Regions from separate parts of the Mus musculus genome. Here regions 2, 3, 4 and 5 are each linked to region 1. Evidence: chromatin contacts called from public HiChIP or PLAC-seq and promoter capture Hi-C data. All regions are on one chromosome and are shown on one strand. The core of a region is the stretch at or near the end of the contact, and the rest is flanking DNA. Distances in the headings are between cores, read along the strand shown. Region 1 holds the start of Fam222a (family with sequence similarity 222, member A). Region 2 holds the start of 4833439F03Rik (RIKEN cDNA 4833439F03 gene). Region 3 holds the start of Sgsm1 (small G protein signaling modulator 1). Region 4 holds the start of Bicdl1 (BICD family like cargo adaptor 1). Region 5 holds the start of Rab35 (RAB35, member RAS oncogene family).

Region 1 (2,824 bases), core at 105-2,604:
CCAAGGTTTGATGTTGGGTCTTGCAAACCGCACCCTTTACCATTTGGTGTCACCCCAACCTATTTTTACTATCTTTAACACACTCCTCATAGGGCCTGTTCCAAGAGTAAACGGAATAATGCATAGTACCTACCCTCAAACAGGTACTCAGTGAATAGGATTACCTGCTTTCAACCCTTTAGGTCTTCGACAAAGGGACTACAACAACCAGCATGCCTTGCCCTTCCAATCGGGACTCCTTCGCCTGTTTTAGGCTCGCAGCAAGCCGGGAGTTGTAGTCCTCTAGGAGCAGGACCCGCCTCATCCCCGCTTGGGGAAAAAGGTTGGAGAGCCGCCCTGCCGGCCTTTGAATTTTGCCGCGAAAAGCGCGCGTGGCGGCCCCCAGCCCCGCCTCGCGGAGGACGCGGCGCCGCGTCACCGTGGTAACCGCCTCTCGGCTGCAGCTGATTGGGCCGTAACGCGGGGGGCGGACCGGGGGTGAGACGCAGCGGCAGGAGCGGGCGCCCGCGCCTGTCAGTCGTGCCGGAGCGGAGCAGCGGGCAGCATTGCCGGGCCGGCAGCTCTGCGAAGAGGCTGCGCGCGCCGGCCAGGCCGGGCGAAGAGCCGGGCCCGAGGCTAGGCGAGGGTGCTGGGCAGCGCGAGGTTGCGGCTCCGGGAGCCCCGCGAACCGTCCCGGGCCACGGGCACGGGAGAGACCTGTGCGCCGACCGCTGCTGCGGCGCTCGAGCACCATACCGGGTGCACGGCTCTCCATCCCCGAGTCTGCCCTGCGCCTGCTGGATCTGCTGGTCCTCAGCGCCAAGGCCCGCGAGGCTACATCCCAGTCTCTGCCGCTCGCTGCGGCTGCCACTGCCGCTGCTCGCCGGCTTCCCCTCCCCCCACACCCGGAGCTCGGAGCAGGAGGAGGAGGGGCCGGCTCATTCTCGGCGCTGCTCTCTGCAACCTGCGGGGGCCGGTGCACGCCGGGCGAGGAGCCCGGGCCGCTGCAGGTGCGTGCAACCCTCCGAGGAGACGGACTCTCCACCTCTGAGCAAAGCCGGGAGCTGCAAGCCGAGGGCGGGAGGGCAAGCGAGAGGAAGCAACAAAGACAGGCTGCAGCTGGGGCTGGCGAGAGGGGCCGCGGCCGCCGGCCTCCCAGCGCGGACGGAGAGGGCGCCCTGGGAGAGGCGCGGGCAGAGCTGCAGCGGTGAGCCGGGCCCCGAAGGGAGGCGCAGCGCCTCCCGCCGGACGTATGGAGCACAGTCTCCTGCGAGGATGCGCCGCCTGAGCGCGCGAGCGGCCGGGGTCCCAGGCGGACGCGACGGGTACTGAGAGGGGGGAAAAAAAAACCTTTTTCCGACTTCGGACGGCGCTTCCGGACGCAGGGATCGCCCTCACCGACGGCTCCCCTTTCCATACGAAGAAAGACATCGGCCCCCTAAGGGGGCCTTTCTCCAGCAATCTTTATCACCCCTGCATGGCCGCAACCCGCAGATCGGAGCGTCGTGGCCTCTGAGATTTGGTGCCCTTCGTCCGACTGCCTGATACGGTGAGTTGCGGGGTGCAGAATTTTGGGTTTGAGCTGGGGACAGCTCCTCGCAACCTGGCAACCTGGACTGGCCCTAAAAGGGCCCTAGGTTGTTGGGTGCCCAGAGACAGCAATGCTACTTGTCCACCCTTGTCCTGCCCACACAACTTATTTGGACTGGCTGGAGTGGAGATTGTGGACCCTCGTGGGTATTCTACTGACATCGGTATTTGTCAGAGGAAAGGCACCCCACCCATGAAGCTAACAAAGGTGGTGGCCCTGTCCTCTGGAGATTCTTAGGGAATCTTGTACTTTTGTAAAGATTGATTGGGGGCAGCCAGGGTTGGCCAGCATGGAGGGGGTCTACAAAACCACCTTTGGGATCTTAAAGAGACAGAGCTCAGAGACAGGGAGTCCCAAAACTTCATGTCTGAGGATGGTGTCTTTCCAGGCAAGACATTTGTGTGTCTATTGTTACAAATAACTCACAAAGACAGCATGTTCCAATGGGCTGCATGTGACATCACTGCCCGACCTTTGATGTCACCAGAATTGTGACAACACAGCTGGCTTTGAGTGGAGCCAGAATGGCCAAGGCCGAATGCCTTGGTGTAGTAGAAGGTGAAGGCCAACTCCCTGTCCTCCCCGGCCGCAATCTTATGACCTAAATCCCCACTCGAGGTGGGGGAGGGAGGCAGGCAGTGCCAGCTGTCCCTGCCCCTGAGGACAGGTGTTCAGAACTCTGCCTATGTCTCCTGCAGTGTCTGGAGTCTCCCAGACTCCCAAACAGAGCAACCTCTTACTTTTAAGCAGGATGCTTAAAAGGAGGTCCCCATGAACCCTACCATGTACCCAGCCAGCAACTGGAGTTCCCAGGGTCCCCAGAAAAATGTGGGCTTCAGCCTTCAAACAGGCTTCTCTTGAAAAGGTGAATGTCCTGCCTGAGCCAGAGAGAGAGGGGAGCCAGGACCTTCCTGGTGTGTGTGTGTGTGTCTGTCTGTCTGTCTGTCTGTCTGTCTGTGTAAGTTCAGGGAACTCCCCTGCTCTTCAAGGTAAGGGGCCATGGTCCAGCTGGGACTCCTGCCTTAGCTGTTCCCCTTCTGTCATTTAAGATGACTTTGACAAGCAGTGTAATAGATGCTCATTAAGCAAATACCAGGCCAGGGGGGATAGGTGGAGATGCTGAGAGCCCTCCTCTCCCCACCGAACTCTGGCAGCAGCCCTGTACAGTATGGAGCCCAGAGAGCTCCCAAGCCACAGCCTGCTTACTCTCATTTGCCCATCCCAGCAATCACTGCCAGGGCCAGATAGGGGGTA
Region 2 (2,824 bases), core at 199-2,698, 1.4 Mb before region 1:
TGGAAATCCACACTACTTCTGGGTGTATTTATGTTCACCCACTCGCCACCTGGGTGGCTGGCCTGTCACTGCGAGCACACTCCACATGCACAGAGGCACAGAGACTTAGGGCAGCATCCAAAGTCACACAGCCCAAGAAGAGCTAGGGCAGAGGTCAGGGAACAGAGCTAGTGTTCCTGGAGAGGATTCTGGGGAACGGGGCAGGAGGAGACAGACAAGCTGACACAGAACGAGCTCTTCCTTCGCGGAGAATGGGCGAGCACTCAAGACCCAAAGGAGTGCAGACTCCCACACAAGGAGTCACCCCTGATCAGCCTCACAGCATGGCTTCTGGCCTGGGTGAGCCCCTGCCTAGTGGCTCAGTGGCTGTGTGCGCCCTGCTGAGTCCCCTGGTCTCTGCGGACAGCTGCATTCCCCTGCCCAACACTGTCTCATAACCACACTGGCTCTGGGGACAAAAAGGGATAACTGAACCCATGTCTGGCCTCGAACGCCCCTGAAAACTGGGACAACTCAGCCCAGGGCAGAGGCCAGCTATCTGAAGACATTGGGCACTGCAACTAAGCTTCGTTCTGGTTGGTGACGTTAGTGTCCCCGAAGTCATTAGAGGTCCCAGAAACCATCTGCCAAGAGTTGGGCAGGGAAGTGTTCTTCCTGCTTCTCTCTCCCAGCCAGACTTCCCGCACCTTGCTGCGCATGCCCACGAGGTCACCGTTCTGTCTCCAGACCCGCCTCATATCACTCCAGATTACACTCACTGGCTATGATTACCCTGGTCTCACAGCATAGAACCCAATAGCTGGGCCTGGGCGCTCCACAATGGCCGGGCTCTTCACACAAGTCCAAGCTCCCAGGCTGGCAGGACCTGCCATCACCTTCCACCCAGTCCCCTACAGCTCCTCCCCTCGGAAGTCACTCAGTGTCTCACTTTTGAACAGTGGCAACCAGGCAACCGCCTTAAATCAGCACACAGGCAATGAGACCACTTGGTCACCCTGGGAGGGCAAGAGGAGATAGAGCAGGTGTCAAGTAAGCTTCCCTAAAAATAGAGATGCCGGCATGCCGTGGGGACAGCAGTGCCCCCCCAACCCCCACACAGCCCTGCTCACAGACAAGGAGCCCGGAGTCCGTTCCCCACCAGCTTCAAGCAGTGGGTGCTGCACCTGCAGAGCAGCCAACCCAGCCTACATCCCCCTCAGTATCCCAAGGCCATCATCACTGATAGGAAAAGTCCTCCCCTGAGGCTTCTACGAGTTGGCCCCCTCTCAGGAGTCCGAGGGAAGGGACCTTCCCAGGGTTGCCCTGCTATTTTAAACCACACACATCTATCCCCAAGCTTACAAGATCAGGGGCCTCAGAGTCTGGCTGTCTCTTCCGGAGGGATGAGAACCTCTGTTGGCTGCGTGCGGAGAAGCGGCGGAAGGACTCTCGGCTCCGAGAGGCCAGGTGTCTGAAGGAGGAGGTGCGCTTGAACGGGGTGCGAGCGGCGGACTCCCCGCTCCGCTCGGTGCCCACCGTGGCCGTCACCAAGTGCAGAGCCTCCTGGAAGGACCGCCTCACCGTGCCAACCCACTGAGTCATGTGTGTCTGGGCCACTGAAAGCTTGTCGCCCAGGTACTCCATAGGGCCAGCCTGGAGGAGGGGGCAGGCGGAGGCAGTTAGGAGGCCGACACTGCCAGGGTCCTGGTCCTTCTGTCGGTGACCGTCCTTGGGGAGAAGTTCTGGGCTCCGATGGGAAGCCCGGCAGAGAACATCAGCGCAAGTAAAGTAAACATCGCCCGACAGGCATCCGTGCGGGTCACGAAACAGGGACGGGACGGGTCAGCAGGGGGTCACCAGCAGGAGCCTAGAGTCAACCAACCAGGTCGTCCAGTTCTAGTCCCTGGGGCCAACCCTGATGAAGTCAAGGGGCAGGTGGCTGTGAAGAACTGGGCGAGGGGGCTGGCACCCCCAACTCACTTCCTCCGTCCATGCAGGGAGAACTCCCATGCACACCTGGGAGCCACCGCCCACCGCCGCCGGCCAGCTCTCTCTCCAGGCTCTTCTCGTCTGAACTAGGCAGATCTCCAGTCCTCAGGCTGGAGACTCCAAACCCGAAGCCGACTGAACCTGCCGCCCAGCAGGCAGCGCGCTCACTTCCGGAGAGGCAGCCACCCAGCCCGGGTCCCCTGGCCCGGCAGCCCGGAATGACATCAGCCCCCTGTCTTGGCGAGGGGTGCACAGCCCAGGAATGCAGGAGGGGCCTCGGGAGGTGGCCGCCCAGGGAGCTGGCGTCAGCCCCAGTTTTTTTTTTTTTGTTTTGTTTTTTTTTCTCCCCCTAAGTCTCAACTCGCTCGCTCGCTGTCCCTCGGGGACTTCATGTGCCAGACTGCTTACCCACCCCAGGCAGCACCGTGCAGGAACGCGGGTGAGTGCGCGCGTGTGGGGGCATGTACGTGGGAGGCGGCTGCCCCGGGGAGGTGGAGGGGCCGCTGCCGCACGAGCCTCCAGGGCTTCAGGTGAAGTCTGAGGACCTGTGGCTGGCTGTCAGTCTGTCTCCCTCTCCCGGCAGCGGCAGCGCCCTTCGGCTTCCATCTCCTTGCGGAGCTAAGCAGCTAAGCCTCCCCCACCAAGCTCCTTCCCCCTCTTATCCGCTCAGCAGTCCCTGCTGCCTCTCCTCGAGGATGGAGGACGCAGGTGACCTGCCCTGAGCTTCCCTCAAGGGTGGGTCTGGGGCTGAGGTGCCTGCATTTTGGTACAAGCAGGGTTGCCATGGCAACTTGGGGGCACAGCATCTGCCCCCTTTCCTAGGCTGGGCACAAGGAGCCATAAGGATGATTCATAT
Region 3 (2,824 bases), core at 210-2,709, 1.3 Mb before region 1:
CTTCAAACAGGTCTTTACAAAGATGGAGGTAAAGACTTCTAGGCCTTTCTGAGGGACCCCCTTCTATCCATCTTACATATCACCTCGAAGGAAAATTCTAGAATCTGCAGCAATCCACGGAGCTAGTTCTTTAAAAGGAATGTGCTACACACAGAGACACAAACACAGGCACACACCCACGATCCCCAAGAGGAGGAAGGAACCGGGGACAGGTCCGGGCCTCCAACTGCCCAGGTGGCTGCCACCAGGAAGGGAGGCCCTCCTGAGTGACACCCCTAACACACACACGCGCGCGCGCACACACGCACACACACCCCACAGGTATACACACACCTCCATGCTCAGGAAGCAAGGGACAGACTCCAGCCTGGCTCACAGATTCACAGCCAAGCAAGGACTTGGGATAAGAACCCCAGGATGAAGACAAGGCAGCAGGGACGGGAATGGGGGGTGGGGGTGACTGAAGGATAGGGCGGAGCCAAAATGGGAGGGCAATGCCACACCACATACATACTCAATCTTACCCATTCACACAAATACACATTCGTAGACTCGCACAAGCAGACACAATATATAGATCATCCTTAGGTATTTCCAGGCAGGTGCACATACATATATGCACATGTCCTGGGCAACATACATCTACACCACAGGCCCACAGACATCTAAACGTCGCCTCAGCCTTCTAAACTCTCCCAATTCCCACGGCCCTGGGAGGTCACTGGCTGTGAACGCCGAGGTAAGGCTAGGATCTCAGCTGCTTCCTTCATCCCGGGGGAGGCAGGCAGCCACTCCTGTCTGATCCCATGTATCAGTGGAGGGCACCTGCTCTGTGACCCTGGCCCAGGTCACAGGCTCTCCTGCACAAAGTCCCTGGCACCTAGAGGTGGCTCCAAGGACTGAGTATCTGACATGGGTTGGGGGATAGCTTCATGTTCCAAAATTGAACCTGTCCCCTCCCAAAACCTGATCTTCCTCGGGGATATTCCGCATCTCTAATGAGGAGCCCCGCATCACCCTACTCTACCCCCAGCAATGAGAACCTGCCCCTCCGCGAGGTCCCACCTGGACACCTTCCGATCCTACACCCAGAGGGCCCCACGCACTGAAACACCCGTTTTCCAGCGACCCCTCCCCAGCCCCCGCCCTAGTTAGCCATGCACAGCCACCGCCAGCCAGAAGCCCGCGGTGGCCCTGTCACCCTGGGGTGGCCGCCCCTACCTCCTTCTTCACAGTGCGCAGCAGCCTCTGGCGGGTCTCGGCCTCTGCGGGACAAGCAGGGAAGCGCGGTGAGCGGCACCGAGGCCGCGGGGCCTGGCCGCCCTCCCGCTGCCCGCCCGTGCTTACCCGCAGGGACCGAAGCCATGGCTCAAGCTGGTCGGTGCCCGGTTCCCGGACGCGTCCCCGCTCCGCGCCCTGCTGCAGCCGCGAGGGGGCGGGACCGGCAGGGGATGAATGACAGCCCAGGATGTAGACGTCAGAACCTGACATCCCGCCCACCCCACCCACGAAAGCTCAGCGCCGCCTCCTGGACAGCATACAGCAGAGCATCCGCATCCAGCCTCCTCCAGGCGTTAGCGACAGGCCTTGCCAAGTTGCCTAGGGTGACCTAAGATGCGGAACCGTGCTCCACATCCCGTGTGTCCATCCACGCGTATTTAGAAACGAGGCAAAGCCAGGCACGGGGCACACTCCTATCGACTCCTCAGTGGGGAGACTGAGGCAGGGGACTCAACCTGGGCGACATAGCCAGGCCCTGCCGCCACAATAAAACTAGACTCATCCTGTATAAAGTGGGTATAAGTTCTAGAATGAGCTGATGATCAAGCGAGATATTTGATGTGTAATTCTCATCATAGACAAGACAAAAAAAACAAAACAAAACAAAACAAAACAAAAAAAGGGCCAGCTTTCATACGGGGTAGCTGCTGCTGTTTCATATACCCCCTTCCTCCGTCCCCTCCTCCCCTTCCCTTCCCCCTCCCCCTCTTCCTCCTCTTTTTACTCCTCCTCCTCTCTTCTCCCTTTCTCCCTTTTCAGACTAATCAGATACACTGACTCCCCATCTGGAAGAAGCCTGCCTCTTCTTCACTTGCTGCTCCCCCTATACTGGGAACCAGGGTTCAGCCAGGATCTCTCAGTCCCAGGGTTGGGAGTTTGAAGCAAAGGAGATGGACACATTGCCGCAGCACTCAGATGGTAGACAGTAAACCATCTGAGCAAGTGATAGAGGGTTGGAAGGTTCTAGAGGGACGTGGAGTCGATGCAGGGGAGATACCAGTGACCGGGGCTGTCTTGTGGAACAAGGGGCATCTTGCTGAGTTTTCTTTCTGAGCAAGAAGGGAAAGGAGGAGGCTGGGGAATGCTTGGGGAAGAGGAATCCATACAGTTCAGCGGTTAAGAGAACTGAGTGCTCTTCCAGAGGTCTTGAGTTCAAATCCCAGCAACCACATGGTGGCTCACAACCATCTGTAATGAGATCTGATGACCTCTTCTGGTGTGTGTGTGTGTGTATACCAGAACCCCTCTTGTGTGTGGCAGTGGTGTCTCTGTCACGATACCCCCCCCCACTCTCTCCTCCCCCACTCTCTCCAGTGAGGTGTGCTTAGTGTCTCCAGGATGCCACAGAATGAGAAATAAGGACTTGACAAATATAATTGAGGACTTACTACATCCGGAGCTCTGGTTGCATAAACTTACCGAGCCTCCAGCCCCCCCCCCCCCCCCCATGAGCCTCACACACAAAGAAAGTCAAGCCCAAGACGTGGGAGAATTTTCTTCAGGTCCATACACAAAGCAAGCAATAGCTCAAGCCATGGACCGG
Region 4 (2,824 bases), core at 172-2,671, 1.2 Mb after region 1:
TCTAGGTACCCTCAGTTACCATTCAAGACTCTTTCTGCTTAAGAGCAAAATCCCAATAAACACAGTTGTAGACGATGTTGTTGCATGGAATTAACAGAAATATTACTCATTTGAAAACGTACTTAGGATTATTTATTAACTGGGGTGTGTGTGTAGGCCGGAGGACACGTTGCTAGTGACATCCCACATGGGTTCTGAGGAACCAATTGGGGCAAGTGACCTTACCCACTGAACCATTTTGCCAGGAAACGACCCTCCCACAGGGGTGGGTGAGGGGAAATGTTTTTAGTAGTGGTTAAAAGTAACATACATGCTAAGACCCAGGACACAGGAAAGTACTACTGAGACACACATAGCTACTGAAGCCCAAACTAATCACATGATGAGCCCTGCCTTCTCTGATTTCTGCAATGGAACCACATCCCCTAATCCCTAAGCATTTGAAAGCTATATAAAGCTCCTTTCGAGGCACTTGTTCCCCACAACTCTCTGCCAGAAAGTTAAGACAAGGGCATCCAGAGGCCTTAATGCCCGGACTGGAAAGCTCTGGGCTAACACCCTGATTAGAGATTAACTGCTTCTCCGAACACCTGAAGCATATTTTAAATGCTTCTCGATGTTCTCATTTCTGTGTGCAGATATCGCCTTGGTGCTGTATAAATTAGTCATACTGTAAGCTCTATTTTAGACTCTGTGTACAATACATATATAGAACGGCCCACAACGGTGAGAGACGTGCACGGACTCACATCCGAGCTGGGTGGGAAAGGCAGGTGGGCTCAACGAACGCGCTGATGCTGGTGAAAACTATCCCTCCTGCCTCCCCGTTCTCGATGATCTTCTTCGAGGTAGACTAGGCACGGAAACGGGGAGGACAGGCAGGCACCCCAGCTCCCCACCCATGCCGCCGGAAGGTCCTCACCTCTAGCTTGTCCGTCAGCTCCTTGTGCATCTGCTCGTACTGCCGGCTCATGTCCTGGTTCCTCTCGAGCAGCGCCTTGCCTAGTCGGGCCGCCAACACCAGATCCTTCTCCTTCTGGCGGATCACCGACAGCAGCTCGGGATCCTGGGTAGGCGGCGGCGGCAGCGGCGGCCCGTGCCCCTCAACCGGAGACTCCGGCTCCGCCTGAGGATGCTCGCCGGGCTCGGACGACCGCTCCCCGGCCGCCAGCAACGCCAGCTCCTCCTCTAAGGCCAGTTCCAGTTCCCCGGGACCTCCGGGGAAGGAGACGAGGGCGGCAGCAGTGGCGGGACTCCGGACTGCGTCCCCGGCCCCAGCGGGCAGCTCCATGCAGCAGGCGCTGTCCGGCTCGGCGGGTGCTGAAGCTCGGCCGGCCAAGCCCAGGCAGAAGGCGGACATGGCCCGCGCGCGCCGAGCCCGCAGCGGTGCGGCCCGGCCGGCGCGCGCCAGGCTGCAAGGCGGGGGGTGGGGATGGGGATGGCGGGGGAGGGGCCCCGCCGCGCCGCCCCGCGCTTCGCCTCGCCTTGCGCCGCGGCACGCGCCCCCCGGGTCCCCGCGAGCCCTGGGCGCGGCGCGCGCGGGCGGGCAGGCGGGCGGCCCCTCCCCCGCGCCGGCGACACGCGCCCCCGCCCCCGGGGGGCTCAGCTGCTGGCGCGCGCCCGGGACGCGGACGACGGGGGTGGGCAAGAGCGGCAGAAGGGGAGATTGAAGAGGGGTGGCGGGGTGCGGAGCGGGAGGAGAAGCCGCGCTAAGGATCGCCGCCGCGGCCGGGGTTCAGCCGCCCTGTTGCTGCCGCTGCTGCTTCTGCTGCCGCCGTCGCCGCCGCCGCCGGCCGGCCGGCGCCTCACGGGGAGGGCTGCGCTCCGCTGTCGCTGCGTCGCTCGTTGCTGCTGCTGCCGTCGGCCGCTCCTTGCAGCCGCGCTCCATGTCCCCCGGCTCGGCGGCAGCAGCGGCGGCGACGGCGGCTGCTGCTGCTGCAGGGGCCGAGGCGGCGGCTCGACATCGTTGGCCGCACAGCCCCGGAGCAGTCCTTCCTTCTTGCCTGCCCGGCCCCGCAGCTCACCCGGCCGAGGAACCCGCCCGGCTCGCCCGCCGGGCTCGCTCCTCCGCCCGCCCGCCCCGCGCTTCCGGCCGCGCCCCTCTTCCCCGCCCCGGGGGCCGGCGCCTGACGCGCGCGGGCACCTGTTCGCCGCCGCGCCCGCGCGGGATTCGCCGACGCTCCGCTCGCCTCGGCCGCGCCCAGGTGGCGCCCGCCTAACCCGGACGTGGCCTCACGCGACGCGGGGACGGATGCGCGCGCCGCCCGTGGGGAAGCTCAGCGCGTCCTGAAAGGCCGGAGCCTCTCCCTCCCGTGTGTGTGTGTGGGGGGGGGGGGTGGGGACGGCCACGCCCCCGGCCTGGAGCCACGCCCTCAGCCTCGTTCCCAGCTCTAGGTGTGGCCACGCCCCCTGCGCGCTCACCTAAGGGTGCGGCTCTACGTCCACCACTTCTCCGACTCCTCCTCAGCTTGGCGCTCGGCCACGCCCCCTGCCTCGTTTTCGCCGGGGCCACGCCCCCCGCGCTCGCACCTCTGGGTGTGGCCTCCTCCTCCTCCAGACTCCCACGCTCTCACCCCTGATGGCGCTCTGCAGCGGCACGCGTCCTCTTCCTCGCCTCCGCGGCCCCAGCCCGCAGCCTCTCTTCGGTTTGGGGAGCTGGCGGGAGCCCCATTTGGATTGGGTCTTGTGGTGGGGTATCCTAGCTGGTCTGTGGTCCGAGGGGGCTGCGGACAATTATGTGAGTCAGGGAGCCAGGCGGAGAGCCATTTGCAGTGCGGGATTTCTATCTGAACCCCTGCAAGAGCTAAGCAGTCGGGAGAGGGAG
Region 5 (2,824 bases), core at 165-2,664, 1.1 Mb after region 1:
TTCCCTGTTTCTTAAAAAATGCCAATCAAAGGAATAGCAGGAACCTGGCCAGTCCCAGGAGTTTTCAATCAAGAACACAACACAGCCAGCGTCTCTCCTCAGCCAGTATCTTATGATTCTAGGCTCGTGTTCATCTGACATCACCAGGCTTGCTTCAGGGAAATAAAGAGTTCAAGCAAGGCCTAGATCAGACACTGTGTGTGCTGTTCAAGGACCTGCAGTACCTTGAATAACAAGAAAATTATGAACTGCATAAATCTACCAGCAGCGGAATTGTTAAGGAATAGTACAACCATCAGATGGGGGTACCACGTGGTGACGAGGCAGTTAAATGATTGATGGCGGCATACCGGTGAACTGCGAGAGGCACATGGGTGCTTAGATACTCTGAAATGTATGGGAAAACATGTATCCATTAGACTAGTAAGTGTTTCATGCTGTCCAAGAAACTTTAAAGGAAAACTAATGTCAACTTTGAATTCAGTAAGCGTCTGTATTTTGTTGTTGTTTTGTTTTAAACACTAGCACTGCTTCTTACGGGGAAAGATTAGGAGTGGGCAGTATCCCCAACAGGTGCTTGGCTGGAAAGCACTGGAGGGCAAGAAGAAGCAGGGACAAAGAGGCTGGGGGTGGAGCTCAGCTCGAAAAGCGTCTGCCTAGCATCTGCGAAGCCATGGGTTCGAGTCTCAGCACCACATTAAAACAGGACTCAGGAGGTACAGGTGGGATCAGAAGTATATGGTTATCCTCGGCTACTCGAGAGAGTCAGGAAGCCACCCTGGGATACTTGAGAACTTGTCTGGAAAAAGTAAAAAACCACAGGGATGGGGCAATCCCTGCAGACCTGCAGGGAGGATGGCGATGGCAGCGACAGCTCTCGGGGACGGGCAGGTGGGCTTCCGCTCCAACTGGAAAAAAACGTGGGGCTGGCTCCGCGCTGCGTCCGGAAAACTGAGGCAGAAGGAGCAGAAGCGCTGGCGAGCAGGGTGCATACGCCCCACGGATCCCAATCCGGAACCGCTACCCGTTCCGCCAGGGGGTCGGGCGTCCGGGATCGTGGTGCTCGGGGGACGACTTCCTCCCCAGCGCTGACCTCCAGGCTTCAGCCCTGCGGCCGGTTGTCACCTCTCTTCCGTCGGGCCCTGCTAAACGGTTCGGTTCTCCCGGGGATCCGCAGCGACGGCGCTCGCTCGCTCGCTCGCTCGCTAGCTCACTCGGACCTCGGCCGGCGAGCGTAGCGCACTGCGCGTGCGCGGAGAGGGCGCGGCTGGCCGGGGCTGCGGCTGCGCAGAGGCGGTTCCAGCCCCCGCGCCTGCGCAGTGGCGGGGCGGGGCGGGAAGGAGGGAGGCGGCGGCACCGGCGGCGGCTGCTGAGGAGGAGGAGGAGGAGGCGGAGGTGGGGGAGCGGAGGGAGGTGTTTCTGTCAGTTCCGGCTGTTTGTTCGGGAAGTGGATCCGCCGCTGCCGGAGCAGCCGGGAGGGAGCTGCGGATCGCGAGGCCAGGACCGACCCCGCCCGCCCAGCTCGCCTGCCCGCCCGCGCGCGCGCGCCCGCCCGCCCGCCGCCCCCGCCCGCCATGGCCCGGGACTACGACCACCTCTTCAAGCTGCTCATCATCGGCGACAGCGGTGAGGGCCGCAGGGGCCGGAGGCGGTGTGGGCCCTGCCGGGCGCGGCCCGCGGGGGCCTCGGGGCGGGCGGGCGAGCGGGGCGGGCGGGCGAGCGAGCGAGGAGGCGCGGCCCGCGCGGGGCGGGAGGCGCGGAGCTCGGCGGGGTCGCAGGCCCCGGGGGGGCCGCAGCGAGGGGACTCCGGGGTGGCTCCTCGGCGGGGCGGGGGGCACCGAGGGCGCGGGATGCACGCACGGCCCCGGCGCTCGTTCCTGCCTCACGTGTGACCTTGGTCAAGTCGCGCGATCGCTGGAGTTGGAGAGAGCCGGGTTCGAGTCCCGGGGAGGCAAGCTTTTGCCGCTCTGTGACCTTGGGCGAGTTGTCTCGCCTCCCTTGAGCCTCAGTTCCTGCATCTGAGAAGTGGGGACTTGTTAAGCTGAGCGGTGGGATGATTCGGTGAGCTGAAAGTAGGGAAAAGCGCCTGACCCGGCATAAAGTAACCTCTAAGTAACTCACAGTGTTAGCAGCATGAGTCGCCCTGTGAAGACTCAGCGCTCCGTGAAATGGGGGTATTTCCAGGACCCGTCTCCGGGTTGCCGTGCGCTTGGATGAGGTGCGGCAGGTACAGCCATGAGCGCATTCCTTTAGAATTGTTACTAAGTCTCAGCAAGGTTCAGTTCTCATCTGTGGAATGGGAGTGGTAGATTTGCCTGCCAAGGCTGATGTGAGCACACACTTAATGAGGGGACTAGTGTTTGGCACACAGTAGGTGGACAGTGTTTGCTGTTCTCTTACCCGGGTGCTTCATTCAATATTTTAAGTGCTTTGTGTACACAAACACACACACACCACACACCTTTCAGTACCGCGCCATCTCTGATTCATAGATCAGCTTCTGGTACCCAGTGCTTAAATGCATTTGGTCAGTGAATGAGAGTCACACTGGTTTCTGGCCAAGGATGAAGCATTTTAGAGGTGTTTGGAGTATGGCAGGTGACCAGGTCCTGTGGGGTGATGGTGAGTTCAGGGAGGCAGGCCCAGGATGTTTAGGGGAGCTTAGCTGAGGTGCCAGGAATATGTGATGTTTTAGGAAGGAGGCTGGCGAGCAGCTAAGTTTATAGATCAGACTGGAGTGTGGGATAGAGAGGGTCATGTGACTTGAGACAGCCAAGTTGGTGGTAGAGCCTGTGTATTGTCAAGGAACTAGAGCTCCGTGTCC

What was found. Promoter capture Hi-C pulls out the DNA fragments that hold promoters and counts their contacts. HiChIP or PLAC-seq counts read pairs in DNA pulled down with a chosen protein or histone mark.
Region 2: a promoter capture Hi-C map of liver shows a contact between it and region 1, with 4 times the contacts expected there. The contact joins the promoter of 4833439F03Rik here to the promoter of Fam222a in region 1.
Region 3: a contact with region 1 is called in a promoter capture Hi-C map of hippocampal neurons, with 2.9 times the contacts expected there. The contact joins the promoter of Sgsm1 here to the promoter of Fam222a in region 1.
Region 4: an HNF4G HiChIP or PLAC-seq map of pancreatic cancer cells shows a contact between it and region 1. The contact joins the promoter of Bicdl1 here to the promoter of Fam222a in region 1. A contact is called at or near these places in 1 of 484 Hi-C or Micro-C datasets (embryonic stem cells) and 1 of 115 datasets of contacts at active chromatin or transcription factors (pancreatic cancer cells).
Region 5: a contact with region 1 is called in an HNF4G HiChIP or PLAC-seq map of pancreatic cancer cells. The contact joins the promoter of Rab35 here to the promoter of Fam222a in region 1. A contact is called at or near these places in 1 of 39 promoter capture datasets (pre-B cells), 1 of 484 Hi-C or Micro-C datasets (CD4 T cells) and 1 of 115 datasets of contacts at active chromatin or transcription factors (pancreatic cancer cells).

What each region holds. Positions count from the first base shown.
Region 1 is chr5:114,566,897-114,569,720 of GRCm38.p6, forward strand. Fam222a (family with sequence similarity 222, member A) reads left to right here and starts at 1,355. Exons shown (of 3, transcript NM_001004180.1): 1 at 1,355-1,528.
Region 2 is chr5:113,136,364-113,139,187 of GRCm38.p6, forward strand. It overlaps 4833439F03Rik (RIKEN cDNA 4833439F03 gene), which reads left to right and starts at 1,449. Exons shown (of 3, transcript NR_166693.1): 1 at 1,449-1,614; 2 at 1,977-2,407. The region is part of intron 6 of 2900026A02Rik (RIKEN cDNA 2900026A02 gene); the gene reads right to left.
Region 3 is chr5:113,309,327-113,312,150 of GRCm38.p6, forward strand. It overlaps Sgsm1 (small G protein signaling modulator 1), which reads right to left and starts at 1,460. Exons shown (of 25, transcript NM_172718.3): 1 at 1,348-1,460; 2 at 1,222-1,265. The coding sequence starts at 1,366.
Region 4 is chr5:115,730,200-115,733,023 of GRCm38.p6, forward strand. Bicdl1 (BICD family like cargo adaptor 1) reads right to left here and starts at 1,422. Exons shown (of 9, transcript NM_001080808.2): 1 at 923-1,422. The coding sequence starts at 1,360.
Region 5 is chr5:115,630,573-115,633,396 of GRCm38.p6, forward strand. Rab35 (RAB35, member RAS oncogene family) reads left to right here and starts at 1,415. Exons shown (of 6, transcript NM_198163.1): 1 at 1,415-1,626. The coding sequence starts at 1,575. It overlaps 1110006O24Rik (RIKEN cDNA 1110006O24 gene), which reads right to left and starts at 1,244. Exons shown (of 1, transcript NR_027810.1): 1 at 477-1,244.